Linked DNA regions of Ovis aries: region 2 is linked to region 1. A link is a contact called in public Hi-C data. All regions are on one chromosome and are shown on one strand. The core of a region is the stretch at or near the end of the contact, and the rest is flanking DNA. Distances in the headings are between cores, read along the strand shown. Region 1 holds the start of TRH (thyrotropin releasing hormone). Region 2 overlaps LOC121817270 (a long non-coding RNA gene).

Region 1 (7,057 bases), core at 3,729-6,228:
CTGGGACCTTGGTGAATGAAGCAGGTGGGCCTTGCCGAGCTGGCTTCCAGTGTCCAAGCCCCTTCCTCTGGCAGGATGGGGGTGGACTACATCCACGTTCTCAGAGCCTTCTCAGGGTGGCTGAGTCAATCAGAGGCTTTGCCGGGAGGTAGCGGAGTGTGTAATAACTCTCATTGTTTCATTAGGAGCAGTGTGTTTAATTTAGATAAATGTACTGCTGGGCAAAGAACTGCTGAGTGGGTGGGGGTGAGGGTTGGGGCTAGAGGTTGGCGAGTGGTGGGGCTCTTTGGCTTCCACCGACTTTGTCCATCACCACCTCTTCCCACTTCCCAGTGCTATCTGCAAACTGGCGCTCTGCAAACTCCGTGAGCCTCTGACCGGGTAGGTCCAGGGTGTGCCCCAGGTGACTTGGACATAGCTGGGCCAGGAACATGCTTAGGAAGAACTGGTAAAGAAGGAGCTGAGGCTGAGGTCACAAAGGCCCTTGAATGCCACTTCAAACAGTACACACAACTCCAGCCTACTTGTTCGGTACCGGCTGGATGTCAGGACAATACTTAATTTGAAAGGAGGGGTTTGGAAGCAGAGCTGACCAGCTCTGGTGCTTGTCTTGCCAAAATACCTGTTCATCCACACCTGCTCAGGGTCAGGCCTTGTTTTGAGGACCGTAACAGCGACAGACATGGGAATAGGAGCCTGAACTGTGACAGAGAGCTGCTCCTAGCCAGGGATATGCAAGGATTAATTAGCTCTGCTTCCCAGAATTGGGGTCTTTTGGGCTGGGCCTTGAAGGATGAATAGGAGCTCACCAGGGGGAAGCCAGCAGAGTGGGAGGATGGGGTGAAGAGAGGCAGTTGGGCTTCTTTTCCCACAGGGTCTAGTTTATTCCTGGGTAGGGGCCCATGTCCTGCCCCTCCTTCATAGAGCCCCATGGTGGCCAAGGTGACCCTGGTTTCCAAGGCTCCCTGGACTCAGCATCTCCATGCACTTTCCCCCACCCCCCATACACATCTAAAGGTGCTACCTCGAGTCACCTGGCAGGGTGGGAACGTCCGGGTGACAGTCTTCCTCACCGTCACAAAGTTAAGAGTCCCAGCTACCGCAGAGCCCTGTGAACGGACTTGCTTCGGCTTTATAATTATTTTTTTCATCTCTGGGCCTATTATTCTCACATTTAATTAATGTTCTGCTTGACTAATAAGATATTGAAAAAAAAGCAGCTGGGATTGCCAGCTGGAATAATTGCACATCTTGGGAAGGAGGGGGAGAGCCTTGGTAGGGCTGGAAGTCTTGAGATGGAGGCAATTAGACCTCCAGGAGGCTCAGCTTCAGAGAAACCCAGCAGATGAGCCCGCTCCCCTCTGCACCTTCGCCCTGGCTGCCCCCGCCCCCCACAAGGGTTTGTCACTTCAGAATGTGACTACCTCAATGGTCTCTTCACCCTGCCACCTCCCAGGGCGGCTGGGGCAGTGGTCCTCAAAACCGATGCTGGGAAAGATTGAAGGTAAAAGGAGAAGGTGGCAGAGGATGGCATCACCTACTCAATGGACAAGAGTTTGAGCAAACTCCAAGAGATGGTGAAGGACAGGAGTGCCTGGCGTGCTGCAGTCAGTCCATGGGGTCACGAAGAGTCAGGCATGGCTGAACAACAACAGAGACTCCCAGGGTGTGTGTGTAAAATGCAGGCTTCTCCCCCGCTCTGAGAAGCAGGTGAGTGCAAGCCCAGGAACCTGTATTTGAGCACAGCCAGTCCAAGTGCTTCAGTTACAGGCTGAACTCAGACAAAGTCTAGGAAATCATGATTTGGAGATGCTCCCTTCTCCTCTTTTATGAAAGGGGCACAATCGTGGCACTGTTAAAAGAGTCAGGGTCCCGCCTGGCCACTCTAAGGAATGCTGCAGTCCATGGGGTTGCAAAGAGTCGGACACTCAATAAAGTCATGGTCATTATCCTTGGTTCTGCAGGGGCTGTGTCTGGTCCCCTGCTGTCCCCAGTGCCCAGGGGAGTGTTTGGCTCTGAGAAGGTGATCAATAGCATCAGGAGAGCAGTTTTCTCCGGGCGGCAGTTTCAGGAGGCAGAGTGGAGGGCGAGGAGCTGAAGTTCCTGCTGGACCCTCCTGTGTTGTTTGAATGTTTTAACATGTACAGGTAAGACTTTTCTAAATTCTCAAACTTGTTAAACTGTATATTAATTTGTTAAATGTCTCAAATAACCTTTTTGAGGTTTTGGGTGGAGAACGTGTTCTCTTCCTAAGGCTTTTTGATTAAGAGCAAAGAGTGCAAAATCTGATTCCTTGTAGCCTGTGGAAATTCCATTCAATCCATGTGGTCTGCACCCAGAGAAACGCTGGTTTGCAGGATCTTCAGGGCTGGAGACTCCCAAGAGTCACTTGGACAGCAAGAAGATCAGACCAGTCCCTGGAAGGACTGATGCTGACGCTGAAGCTCCAATATTTTGGCCACCTGATGCGAAGAGCCTTTTCATTGGAAAAGACCCTGATGCAGGGAAAGACTGAGGGCAGGAGGAAAAGGGAGCAGCAGAGGATGAGGTGGTCGGATGGCATCACTGACTCAATGGACATGAGTCTGAGCAAGCTCCAGGAGATCGTGAAGGACAGGGAAGCCTGGTGTGCTGCCGTCCATGGGGTTGCAAAGAGTCAAACACGACTGATCGACAAAACAACTACGGGGCTGGAAGCAGGTATCTGACACCCTCTGCAGAGAAACTTGAGATCCCTCCGTCTTCTGCACCTGCCCCATCCCCCACCACAGTCTAGTTGCTGATGTTCAGTGTAGGGAGCTTGGTAAAGCTGGTTTATGGATTGAAAAGGCTGGCATAAAACTCAACATTCAAAAAATGAAGATCGTGGCATCCCGTCCCAACCCTTCATGGCAAACAGATGGGGAAACAGTGGAAACAGTGACAGACTTTATTTTCTTAGGCTCCAAAATCACTGCAGATGGTGATTGTAGCCATGAAATTAAAAGACACTTGCTCCTTGGAAGAAAAACTATGACCAACCTAGACAGCATATTAAAAAGCAGAGACATTACTTTGCTGACAAAGGTCCATATAGTCAAAACTATGGTTTTTCCAGTAGTCATATATGGATGTGAGAGATGGACTATAAAGAAAGCTAAGCGCCAAAGAATTGATGCTTTTGAACTGTGATGTTGGAGAAGACTGTTGAGAGTCCCTTGGACTGCAAGGAGATCAAACCAGTCAATCCTAAAGGAAATCAGTCCTGAATATTCATTGAAAAGACTGATGCTGAAGCTGAAGCTCCAATACTTTGGCCACCTGACATGAAGAACCAACTCATTGGAAAAGACCCTAATGCTGGGAAAGATTGAGGGCAGGACGAGAAGGGACGACAGACAAAGATGGTTGGATGACATCACCGACTCAATGGACTTGAGTTTGGATGAGTTCCGGGAGTTGGTGATGGACAGGGAGGCCTGGCATGCTGCAGTCCATGGGGTTGCAAAGAGTCGGACACAACTGAGTGACTGAACTGAACTGATGGATTGAAAAAGGCACTGAGGGGGCTTCCCTGGTGGTCTAGTGGCTGAGACTTCTTGCTCCCAAAGCAGGGGGCACGGGTTCGATCCCTGGTCAGGGAACTAGATCCCACATGTTGCAACTAAGACCCCGCTCAGGCAAATAGATAAGTTTTTTTAAAAAGTACACTGAGGCCCAGAGAGGGGCAAGGACCTCCCCCAAGCAGAGGGAGTGGTTAAGGCCCAGACTGGGAACCAGAACTGCCTTATTTAAGAAGCCAAATCGGGGACTTCCCTGCTGGCCCAGTGGCTAAGGCTCTGTCCTCCCAATGCAGGGGCCCTGGGTTTGATCCCTGCCCAGGGAACTAGATCCCACATCTAATGAGTTTTCATGTTGAAACTAAGACCTAGCTCAGTCAAATAAATAAATACAAGGAAAATACATATTTTAAAAAAGAAGAAGAAGACAAAGCAGCTGTTTCCTGGACAGCTGTATGGCCTGGGGCAAGCGCCTGCATCCTCCAGGGGCCTTTTATGAAAGGGGCTGTTCATCCTTATCTCAGAGTCCATTCAGAAAGGGGCTTAGCACCGCCTCTGACCCCTGTGAACCCCCTGTACCTGGAAACTACTAGTGATGTCACACTTATCAACACCCTTGTCTTTGAGAGGCCTCCCGGGAGCCACTGGCCCCACTTTTGATCTGAGTGAAACTGGAGTTGTCACTGCGCTTCTCTGGGCTGTGGCTGTTGTTGTTCAGACGCTAAGTTGTGCCTGACTCTTTGCGACCCCATGCACTGCAGCACACCAGGCCTCCCTGTCCTTCACCATCTCCCCGTTTGCGCAGACTCATGCCCACTGAGTCAGTGATGCCATCCAACCATCTCGTCCTCTGCCGTCCCCTTCTCCTCCCACCTTTAATCTTTCCCGGCATGAGTGTGTGTGTGCTAGTCGCTCAGTCGTGTCCAACGCTTTGCGACCCTGTGGACTGTAGCCTGCCAGGCTCCTTTGTCCATGGGATTCTCCAGGCAAGAGTACTGGAGTGGGCTGCCATTTCCTTCTCCAGATCAGCATCAGGGTCTTTTCTAATGAGTCGGCTCTTCGCATCAGGTGGCCAAAGGATTGGAGCTTCAGCTTCAGTCCTCATGACGGATCTACAAGATGGGGACGGGCACAATAACCATCCTCACAGATAACCGTCCTCACGGGGCTGTTGTGAGCTGATATTTGTGAAGCAATGAGGACAGCACCCTTCACAGAGTGGGCCCGCGTGGCAATCAGCCGTGGGATGAGAGGCCTGCTGAGCCCCGGGAATGGAGCGTGCCTGCTCGCCTCCCTCCTCGGCCCGTCCCTCTGGAAGTCCCGCTCGGAGCTGTCTGCGTAATGAATGTACCTCTCAGCCAAGCACGGCTGAGACCACACAGCTCTGACGAACGAGGCTTTGGCGACAGCACCACCATCTATGCAATTAAGCAGCTCCATGGCGCCGGGGAGCTGAGTGACAGGCCACCAGGATGGCCTCTGCTGAGACTGGAGTCAGTGTGCAGGGGCTGAAACCCCCACCCTGCCACTCCACCTGGGGCCAGAGTATCCTGGGCTAGGAAGTCCCCCTCCTTCCGGGAGGGCTGCATACGACCCACGTGTTTCCTGATAGTGCTGGTGTGACACCGGAGCTGACATTTAATAAGCATTTAGACAGAGCATTTCATGTTCAATCATAAGTACAGTGATGACTCCTTTAATAGACAAGAAACCTGGGGCCCGGAGAGGCAGAGGAACTGACCCAAGGCCACCCAGCTGGGCTTCAAGCCCAGTCTGTCTGTTCCAAGACATCTCTCTGAAAGATTGCCGCGCTGCCTCCCATGCGTTACTTGGGTAAGTTCCTGGCTGGGCCTCAGTTTCCCCATCTGCAAAATGGTCCCAGAGGACTGAAGTGGATGACCTCCAAGGGCTCATTCTGCAGTGGTGTTTGTGGTGAATTAAGTCATCTGAGGGCTTTTCTGAATCAGCCAGGAGGCTGAGCAGAGGCCCGTCTTTGAGACAGAGACTGAGCTGCTTCTCAGAGACTGGCATGTCCACCATGGCCCAAGAGGTAATTAATAATATGCTAGCTGGTAGGCTGCCGTCTATGGGGTCGCACAGAGTCGGACACGACTGAAGCGACTTAGCAGCAGCAGCAGCAGCATTTCCCAAGAACTTGCCACGCATCAGACACAGGTCTAAGAACGTAAACGATTTTAATCCTCACCTTTCCCTAACGTACACAGTCTACGCAATGCAGGGAACCAGGGTTCGAACCCAGGGTCGGGAAGATCCCCTGGAGAAGGAAATGGCAACCCACTCCAGCATCCTTGCCTAGGAAATCCCAGGGACAGAGGAGCCTGGCGGGCTACAGTCCATGGGGCCACAAAAAGTCGGAGACGATTTGCTGCCTAAATCACCACCACACAGGTTACAAGCCCTGTTTTCTAAGTGAAGGGACTGAGGCACAGAGAGGCTGGACAGCTTGCCTGTCCAGAAGCTGCGGATACCCCACCCAGCTCCCCTCTCCGGGCTGAGGCACCCACCTCCCGGCTGCCGTGAGTGTTGCCCGCTAAAGAGCATAGCTGCCCCCTTCTCCTGACAATTGTCCTTGGCCCATGGGAGCCGCCTCATCTGCAAAGCCCTCCCATAGGGCACAACTCTTGGGCAATGTAGACATGCAGGCTGGCTCATCACCCCAACAACGAAGCTGTCATGGGATGAGCTATATCTCCCTGAAAATCTATATCGAAGTCCTAAGCCTCAGTATCTCAGAAAGGTGAAAGGTGAAGGTGAAGTCGCTCAGTCGTGTCGGACTCTTTGCGACCCCGTGGACTGTAGCCTACCAGGCTCCTCCATCCATGGGATTCTCCAGGCAAGAATACTGGAGTGGGTTGCCATTTCCTTCTCCAGCAGTATCTCAGAATGTGACTTTATTCGGAAACAGTCATCGCAGATGTAATTAGCTAAGGTGAAGTCGTAGGGTGTGTCCTTAAGCCCACGCAATTACTGTTCTTATTAGAAGGGGAGAAAAGACACAGAGATGGAAACACACGGGGAGACGGCTCGATGACCCGGAGGCAGACATCAGAGTGATGCCCTCCTAAGCCAAGTCATAACCAGAGCGGGGTGGGGGGCAGGGCTGGTGGATGAGGGGTCTGGATCAACAGGATATGAGCAAGACAGGGGGTGGGGGTGGCTCTGGAGGAAATGAAAAAGCCCACAGATGGAGCTGATTGTAGGGAAATGAAGGGGGAGCCTCGGGGTCCCGGGGGACGTGACAGTCCCCATGGTGAGGTGGCAGCTGCTGAGAGTCCCTGGGCACAGGAAAGTGAAAGTTGCTCGGTCGTATGCGACTCTTTGCGGCCCCATGGACTACACAGTCCATGGAATTCTCCAGGCCAGAATACTGGAGTGGGTAGCCTTTCCCTTCTCCAGGGGATCTTCCCAACCCAGGGATCGAACCCAGGTCCCCCGCATTGCGGGCACATTCTTTACCAGCTGAGCCACAAAGGAAGCCCAAGAATACTGGAGTGGGT
Region 2 (7,176 bases), core at 296-2,795, 210 kb after region 1:
AGGGGAATGAACACAGGTGCTGTCTAGAAGCCCAGGATGTGGGAGGCAGGCAGCAATCTCATGCATCCTGCAGGCAGGCAGGCCCTGCTCAGGCCATGCTGCGGAGCCACCTCCTGAACCTGGGCAGCACCTGGAGGCCCCGCCCTGCCTCCCTTGTGCTCTGAGTTTTGGAAGATGGGGAGGTGGGGCTAGGAGGGGCCTGTCTCCCAGTGTTCAGCAGGTCTTCGTTGCACATGTGCTGTGTGCGGGCCACTCTGGCACAAAGTGCCAGCCACTGCCCTGGTGGAGGTACCAGTCCGACAGGAGAGGTGGCTGACAGCCCCGATGAGCCGATGAGCCGGGAGCGCCCCTGTGGAGGGGGCCGTGGCAGCAGACATTCGAGTGATGAGAAGGCAGCAGCCCCGGGGAAAGGGCGTAAGAGGCAGAGGGAACAGCAAGGGCCAAGGCTGGGGGCTGAGAGCATGCCAGGTGGACTGAAGAGAGAGCGCGGGGGCAGCAGGAGGGGCCAGGACCGGCCAGGGCACCAGGGGAGAGGGCACCTTGGTTGGCTTCGGGGGCAGAGACAGAGTACCACCTCATGGCAACAGAAATTTCTTTTCCTGCAGTTCTGGAGGCTGGAGTGCTTCCCTGATGTCTCACACAGAAAACCATCTGCCTGCAACTGGACCCCTGGGTCAGGAGGATCCCGTGGAGAAGGGAATGGCTTACCTACGCCAGTATCCTTGCCTGGGAAAGCCCATGGGCAGAGGAGCCTGGCGGGCTACAGCCCATGGGGTCGCAAAGAGCCCCACCGGGCTCACTGGAGGCCACAAGTCCAAGGTCAAGGCGTCAGCGGGTTTGCCTTCCCCTGACGTCTCTCTCCTTGGCCTGCAGATGGCCCCCTTATCACTCTGTGCGGAGACTTGTCTGTGCCCCAATCTCTTCTTATAAGGACACTGGTCCCGTTGGCCTGGGGCCCACCCATATGACCTCAACTTAATCACCCCCTTCAAAGGCCCTGTCTCCAAATCCAGTCACATTCCGAGGTGCTGGGGGGTGGGACTTGAGGATGTGAATCTGGGGACACAATTCAGCCCCTGACAGATGGCTTTTGCTCTCGGGGAGGTGGGGGCCTGGCTGAGTGTTGTGCGAGAAGAGACAAGATCTGATTTGCATATTAATAAGGATCCCTCTGGCGCCAAGGCAGGCAGGGAATAGACTGGGTGGGGGGGAGGAGGATGGGAGGACTGAGACCAGTGAGGTGGCTACTGCCCAGTCCAGGCTGGAAGCTGGTGGCCGGACCTGGGTGGCATGGTGGGTGGGGAGCAGTAGCCAGACTCTTTGTTCCAGGGTGCGGGGCCAGGAGGTTTTCCCAAAGGACGTAGCTGGGAGGGTGCAGCAGAGGAGGGGTGGGGGTGGGGCTCTGGCTTCCTTATCCAGCAGGTGCCTACTGTGTGCAGCCCTGCCCCCGAGGAGAGGAGAGGCAGGCGAGGCCCTGGGCCTGCTGACTCCAGCTGACTTCTCCTCCTCTGGCACTTCCTTCCCAGCTCCTGGCTGTGGATCCTGACCCCCCCACTTGGACAAACATCTTGCGGCCGTTTCCTCCTCGCCTGCCTGGAGCCCCGGCCCGGCCTGAACAAACACTCGGGACCTGTGCTTCCGGCCTCAGCTCTGGGAAAAGCCCGGCCAGGGGCCGCTGAGGTCAGCCCTGGAGGGAAGTGGGAAGCGGGGCGCCGGGTCCCCCACATGGGGCCCGGCGTGGCCGGCCTTGGGCGCGTCCTGTGCTTCATTGACCCCATCCATAAAATGGGCCTAATCACGCCCACCTCAGAGGCCCCTAGGGAGACAAGATGCACCCTCTGGGCCTGGCACGAGACAGGGACACTGCCCACGGGGCCGTGAGAGGCCTGGGATGGCGGGAGGCTCCAGGGGACTCCCCCGAGGGACCACAGTGCCAGGAGAGGCCAGACTTAACCCTCCTCCTGTGGCCTCCCACTTCTTGTTCCCATTTCCGAAAAGTGTCCCACCAGGCTGCCGCTCCAGTCCTGGTCCCGACAGAGCCTCCCGTGTGTCACTATCAGAGTTTAGGAGCCAGGCCGGGGGTGCGGCAGGAGTGGACAGACAACTCTTGACAATGCAAATAGGCGAAGATGGCTGATTGTGAGGAGCGAGCTTCCCGTTGCTGGACGTATGAGCAGAGCCAGCCGGAAGTGCAGGACGCAACCCCTGCCAATACTTACTCCTCCGTACCTGCTCCTAGTGCCCCGTGGACTGGGGGCAAGCTAGTGCGTTCTGAGGGTCACAAAGATCCAGATTCCAATCCCAGCTCCGCTGTATGCCCAGCCCCTCAGTTTTATGGGTGTGAAGGGGTCTCAGTGAACTGGCCAGGGAAGGCAACCGGCCCCCACGGTTCTCACCCCACTGAGGGGCTGGCGGAGGCTCAGGTCCAAGGGGCGCGGGGTCTCTGCAGGGGATGGGGGTGGCGCCTCTTCCACTCAACCCCCTACTTGAAGGCTTTGCCAGAGAAAGCCTCCCAGCTGGGGTTTGATTTTGATTTTATTTTTGTTTTTCAGGCAGGATCTGGGAGTGGAAACAATGGAATTAATGTCTGTAAGGGTTTTGGTGGGGTGTTTTTTTCTTTTTCTTTTTCTTTTTTTTTTCCTTTGGAGCAGTTTTTCCTCATCTGCGGGGTTGGATTCCCACCTCAACTTCCGGTCTTTGGAGGAGCCGCTGGCAGGAGAGGATGGGCGTGGGCGCGGGGTGGGGGGCGGTCAGGAAGGGGAGAGCTGGGTGGCGGGGCGAGGAGGAAGGCAGGGCTCCTTCTCGCCCCTGGGTCTTTGCATCGGCTGTGCCCCCTCACCTCAGCCCCTGCCCCTGTTGGTAGCCTGGTGCCTCCTCCAGGAAGCCCTCCCTGACCTCCACCACCCAGGCTAAACAAACAACGGGAGTCAGCACCTTCCTGCTCTCATTCATCGGCACTTCATCTTCCACTGCGGGCTGGGCCTGTTGGTTTACAGCTCTCTCCTCTGCTCAGCACTCAGGGGACACCAGCCGCGTAGAGCATGGGAAGGGGGACCCGGTCCCTACACTGTGGTCCTCACTGTCCACTCAGGGACCTTGATCTGATGGAGAAGGCAAAGGGCGAGTCGGGCGGGGTCCCGGGGTGGGGGTGGGTACAGGCACAGAAGTGGGTACGTTTGGGGAGTGCACAAGGGCTGAACTCTGACGCCCCTGGTTGGCAATCTCCGCAGTGAGTTCTCCTTGAGTCTCAACTTCCTCCTCTGTAAAATGGGGATGACAGCCCTACCCGGTGAAACCAACTTGAACGGGCCCCAGCGCCCGGCCCAGGAGGCACCCTGCAGGTGCTTTAACCAGCTTAGCAAGGCGGGCAGCTGGGCTTGGTGCTCAGGCGGTCTGGTCTCTTGGCTGGGAGGGTCCGGAGCATGGAGGGGAAAGCGGAGCCCCAGACCTGTAACTCACAGGGATCCACTCAGCTACCCGTGCTCAAAGTAATGCGACAGGTTCCTCCGCACGCCCACCTCTCCTTCTCCCGGCATCCTCCGCCAGGGGCCGAGGGTCCTGCAAACGCAAACCTGCGGTAAATAACGCCGATTGTAGCATTTACGCGCCTTTTCTGAGGCTCGTCATTCGACCTCTCCGTCCCTCCTCTTCCACATGGGGTCCGCGCTGGGTGGGCACGTGCGCGTCCAGAGGGGCAAGGCCCTTGCCTCCCATCAAGCCTTGAGGTCCGGAGGCCTTGAGGTTCAGTAAAGACAGAGGGACGGGGCTGGATAGTAAAATGGGGGGGCAACCTCTGACCGTCACGCGCAGATACTGGGTCCCCACGGAGGATGCTATGGTCCTGCCCGGCCTTACGCATGCGCGTGGCGCTGGGTTCCTTCATGTCAGTCAAATAGTAGAGGCGGTGCGTGTGGAGCCACGTGTACGTGCCCACGCGTGCGTGCCCAGCGTTAGCTGGCTCCGTCCCAGGTACCCCGGAGAAACTGAGGCACAGAGCAGGGTGGTGACTTGTTGGGGAGCTTCAGAGCTGGGGTTCCACCAGTGCTAGCTTTCAGAGGGGACCTGCGGACCAGCCAGGTGAGTCCAGCCCTGGAAGTTGTGTCTGAGAGGAGGGTCTGGGGTGGGCAGCGCCGCCCACCTTCTGGGGGGGGTGACCCCCGACAGGTGGCCAGCTGTTCTGAGCGTCTGGTACCCCGCCACGGTGGAGCTGAGTCTCTCCCTCGGGACTGTGGGGCAGCGACAGGGCCTGGGCTGGGCCGAGGTAGTCTCCCCTCAGAGTGCCCGGTCCCCAGGCTCCGGGCCCCACCCTCCTTCCCTTCGTAGGTGCAGCTGCGCTTCTGGCCTCTGATTCTCAACAAATACCCACCATTACCCACATCCTCCCAACCCGTGGCTTTTGTCTCCTGTTGCCTTTAACACAAATAATACACAAGTTTCTCTGATGAAACTTAGAAAATTGAGACTCGAAAGAAAAACTTCAAATTCTCCCCTCCCACCCAGCAAAGCACTCCGGTACATGGGGTGCTAGGGGTGAAGTTCTTGCCTGCCAGTGTAGGAAATGTAAAAGACCCGGGTTCCATCCCTGGGTCAGGAAGATCCCCCTGGAGAAGGGCATGGCACTGTAGTATTCTTGCCTGGACAATCCCATGGACAGAGGAGCCTGGCGGCCTCCAGTCCATGGGGTTGCAAAGAGTTGGACACGACTGAAGCGACTTGGCATGCATGCAGGCACCCAGCAAAGCATCAAGGGTTCACCCTGCCTGATTCTGCCTCTCCCCGACCCTGCAACCCGCGGCGCACACCCTCGGTGGCGGGCTCTCAGGGTGCCCATTGTTAGCTGCATGGCACGTCAAAGCCCTCGATTCCTGTAGGGGCGGGGGATGCCCACCCCTGCCGTGGCATGGAGGGGGAAGTGAGAACGGAGGGGCAGGGATGGGATGGCATGGGTTCAGTTGAGGAAGTGAAAGTTCTCCTGCGACGCCCCCCCACCTCTTACAGGATTGACGGCGGCCCACTGGCACCACCCCTTGTCCCGGATGGAGGGTCACATGATGGTGCCCCCCTACCCGACCAAAACCATATTGGGGCCCCAGGCTGTGATGCCAGGAGGAAGGGGGTTTCCCTGGTCGCTTGCCTGGGGAGCCTCAGCTCAGGGGGGGACCGTCCCAGCCTCAGACCCCAGACTTTGACTCTGGCCTGACCAGCCAAGCCTCTTGAATGAAGACAGGGAAGTCGGGGCCCCGGGGTGGTGGTGGGGGTACTTGTTTAGCTTTACTATTTTCAGATAGAAACTGAACTGGGTCTAGAGCCCAGCCAGGGGTCCTCGGACACCTGCCCAGATGTTAGTGGTGGCGGCCTCCTGTCCTCTGTGAGCGCTCTCCCTGGTGGCACTGGGCGGGGTTCGAGTCCCCCGCAGCCCTCTCTGTGGCCATGGCCTTGGCAAGCCCCTGCCTGTCTTTGGGCTTCTGTGAAATGGGGCGAGGGATTGCTCGTGCTCCTGAGGGGAGCAGATGGGATGAGTATCAGTCCCCCCGGGGTGGGCCCTGGCTGGGTGTCAGTTGGGTTGGAAGGTTCGGGCAGGTGGCCTCTCCTGCCCTGGCGACCCACCCCAGGTGCGGAGGGACAATGGGCTGGTGGCTTCATCTGTGTGGAGCTCACCGGCTTCCTCTGGGGCCCCACAGGGCCGCCTGTTCTGCTGGGGAGAGGGTCTCCCCTCCTATCCCCTTCCTCCAGGCCTCCTTCCTGCTTCCCGAGGCACGGCCGGCCCTTCCGTCCAGGCGCTCATCAATCGCGCGCGAGGTGCTGAGCGTCCGGCCTTCTCGGGCCATGACTCACTTCCTGTTTCCCGGAGCTAGAAATAGCTTCCTCTGGATGCTGGGCCAGTGCTGGGGGCTCCCTCCCCAGCAGCTACTCAAAGTCTCTGCAGCCCACCCCTCGCCAGGCCTGGGCACCGACCACTAAGTCTGTGTTCAGCTGGACACCAGACCAGCCCAGGGACCCATTCCTTGCTGGCCTAGGTGTAGGAGCACCCGCTAGGGGTCTAGCCCTGGGGCAGCGGCAGTGAACAAACATATGCAGACCTTCCCCGGGGTGTTTACACTCACCAAATAACCCAGCCACTAGGGTGCTGTGAGCCCTGTGTGGGGAGGGCGTTGGGGCCTCTGCCCACTGTGGAGTCCTCAGGGGTCATGGATGAAGGAAAACAGGTGAGGCTTTACCCCCGAGAGCTTTTGCCGGGTTTCAAGCTGTAGAAAAACAACGTGAAGAGGTTTGCAATTGGACAGTCTCCCTGAGGCTGCTTCATGGAGAAGGGATTCCAGGAGAGGCGGGAGGGGGTGGGGCTTGGATGGATGATGTCGTCTCAGACTGATGGGAGGGGAGGATGGGGTGCCCTCTGGACAAATGGGAGGAAAGGATGGGGTGTATGGGCACCTCCCGGGTTCTGCCTTCAGTGCCACGTGCGACGCAGTGGAGGCCTGGGCTGGGTCCAGGCGGGGCGACACATTCAGTCCGTGACTGTGAACAAGTCACTCAACTCCACTCTGCCTTGCTTCCCATCTGCAGAATGGGTATAATAGAAGGCCCTCCCTCACCGGCCGCTGTTGTGACAAATAAACGTGATCATCCACGTGCAGCTCCTGGGCAGCCTCAGTAAACCGTAGCTGTTTTATTTTCCGCCTTGGGCCCGGTAGGTCTTCTGCTGTGTGCCCGGGGCTGTAAAAAAGGTGATGAGGCTCCAGTGAAGCCGAGAGATGCAGCCTCACCTTCATTTTGCAGAAGGGGAAACAGAGGCTGGGAGAGAAGGGCTCTGTCCAAGGTCCTGCAGCTGGGGAGTGGCGAGGTAGGATGTAAACCTGCTCCCTCGGTTCCCAAAGCTTACCCACACCGCCCGGGGACCCCAGAGTGTCTGGCCCCTGCCTGTGGCCCTAAGCTGGGAGAATGAGTTGATGCCAGCATGATCAACCCAGCCAAGTCATGTCCTCATAGGAAAGTCTGCATTTTTAGACTCACAAACCCTCCCCATGCTAGGGGGATGGGTTCGCCCTTCCCTGGCAGGTGGGTGAGAGCGCAAGGGGGCATCAGCCGGACACCAGGGCCCTGGAGCTGTGAGGAGTGGGTACCAGCCAAGATAGTGGCGAGAGGACTGTAGTTCATCTCCTTGCCCATCCATTCACT

What was found. Hi-C and Micro-C count contacts between places; a contact is called where the count stands out from the background.
Region 2: a contact with region 1 is called in a Hi-C map of tail adipose tissue, with 7 times the contacts expected there. The contact joins the enhancer-like site here to the promoter of TRH in region 1. A contact is called at or near these places in 13 of 16 Hi-C or Micro-C datasets (blood, hypothalamus, liver and 7 more).

What each region holds. Positions count from the first base shown.
Region 1 is chr19:55,857,697-55,864,753 of ARS-UI_Ramb_v3.0, forward strand. TRH (thyrotropin releasing hormone) reads right to left here and starts at 4,979. Exons shown (of 6, transcript XM_012100221.4): 1 at 4,704-4,979; 2 at 302-445. The coding sequence starts at 4,979.
Region 2 is chr19:56,067,121-56,074,296 of ARS-UI_Ramb_v3.0, forward strand. LOC121817270 (a long non-coding RNA gene) reads right to left here. Exons shown (of 5, transcript XR_006057108.2): 3 at 6,594-6,714; 4 at 6,105-6,245; 5 at 2,518-3,558. Among named protein-coding and RNA genes, the nearest start is that of TRNAG-CCC, 6.8 kb to the left of the region's middle. Within about 2 kb of position 1,546, at least 5 of the 54 cell types and tissues checked have an H3K27ac peak or open chromatin away from gene starts, as enhancers often do.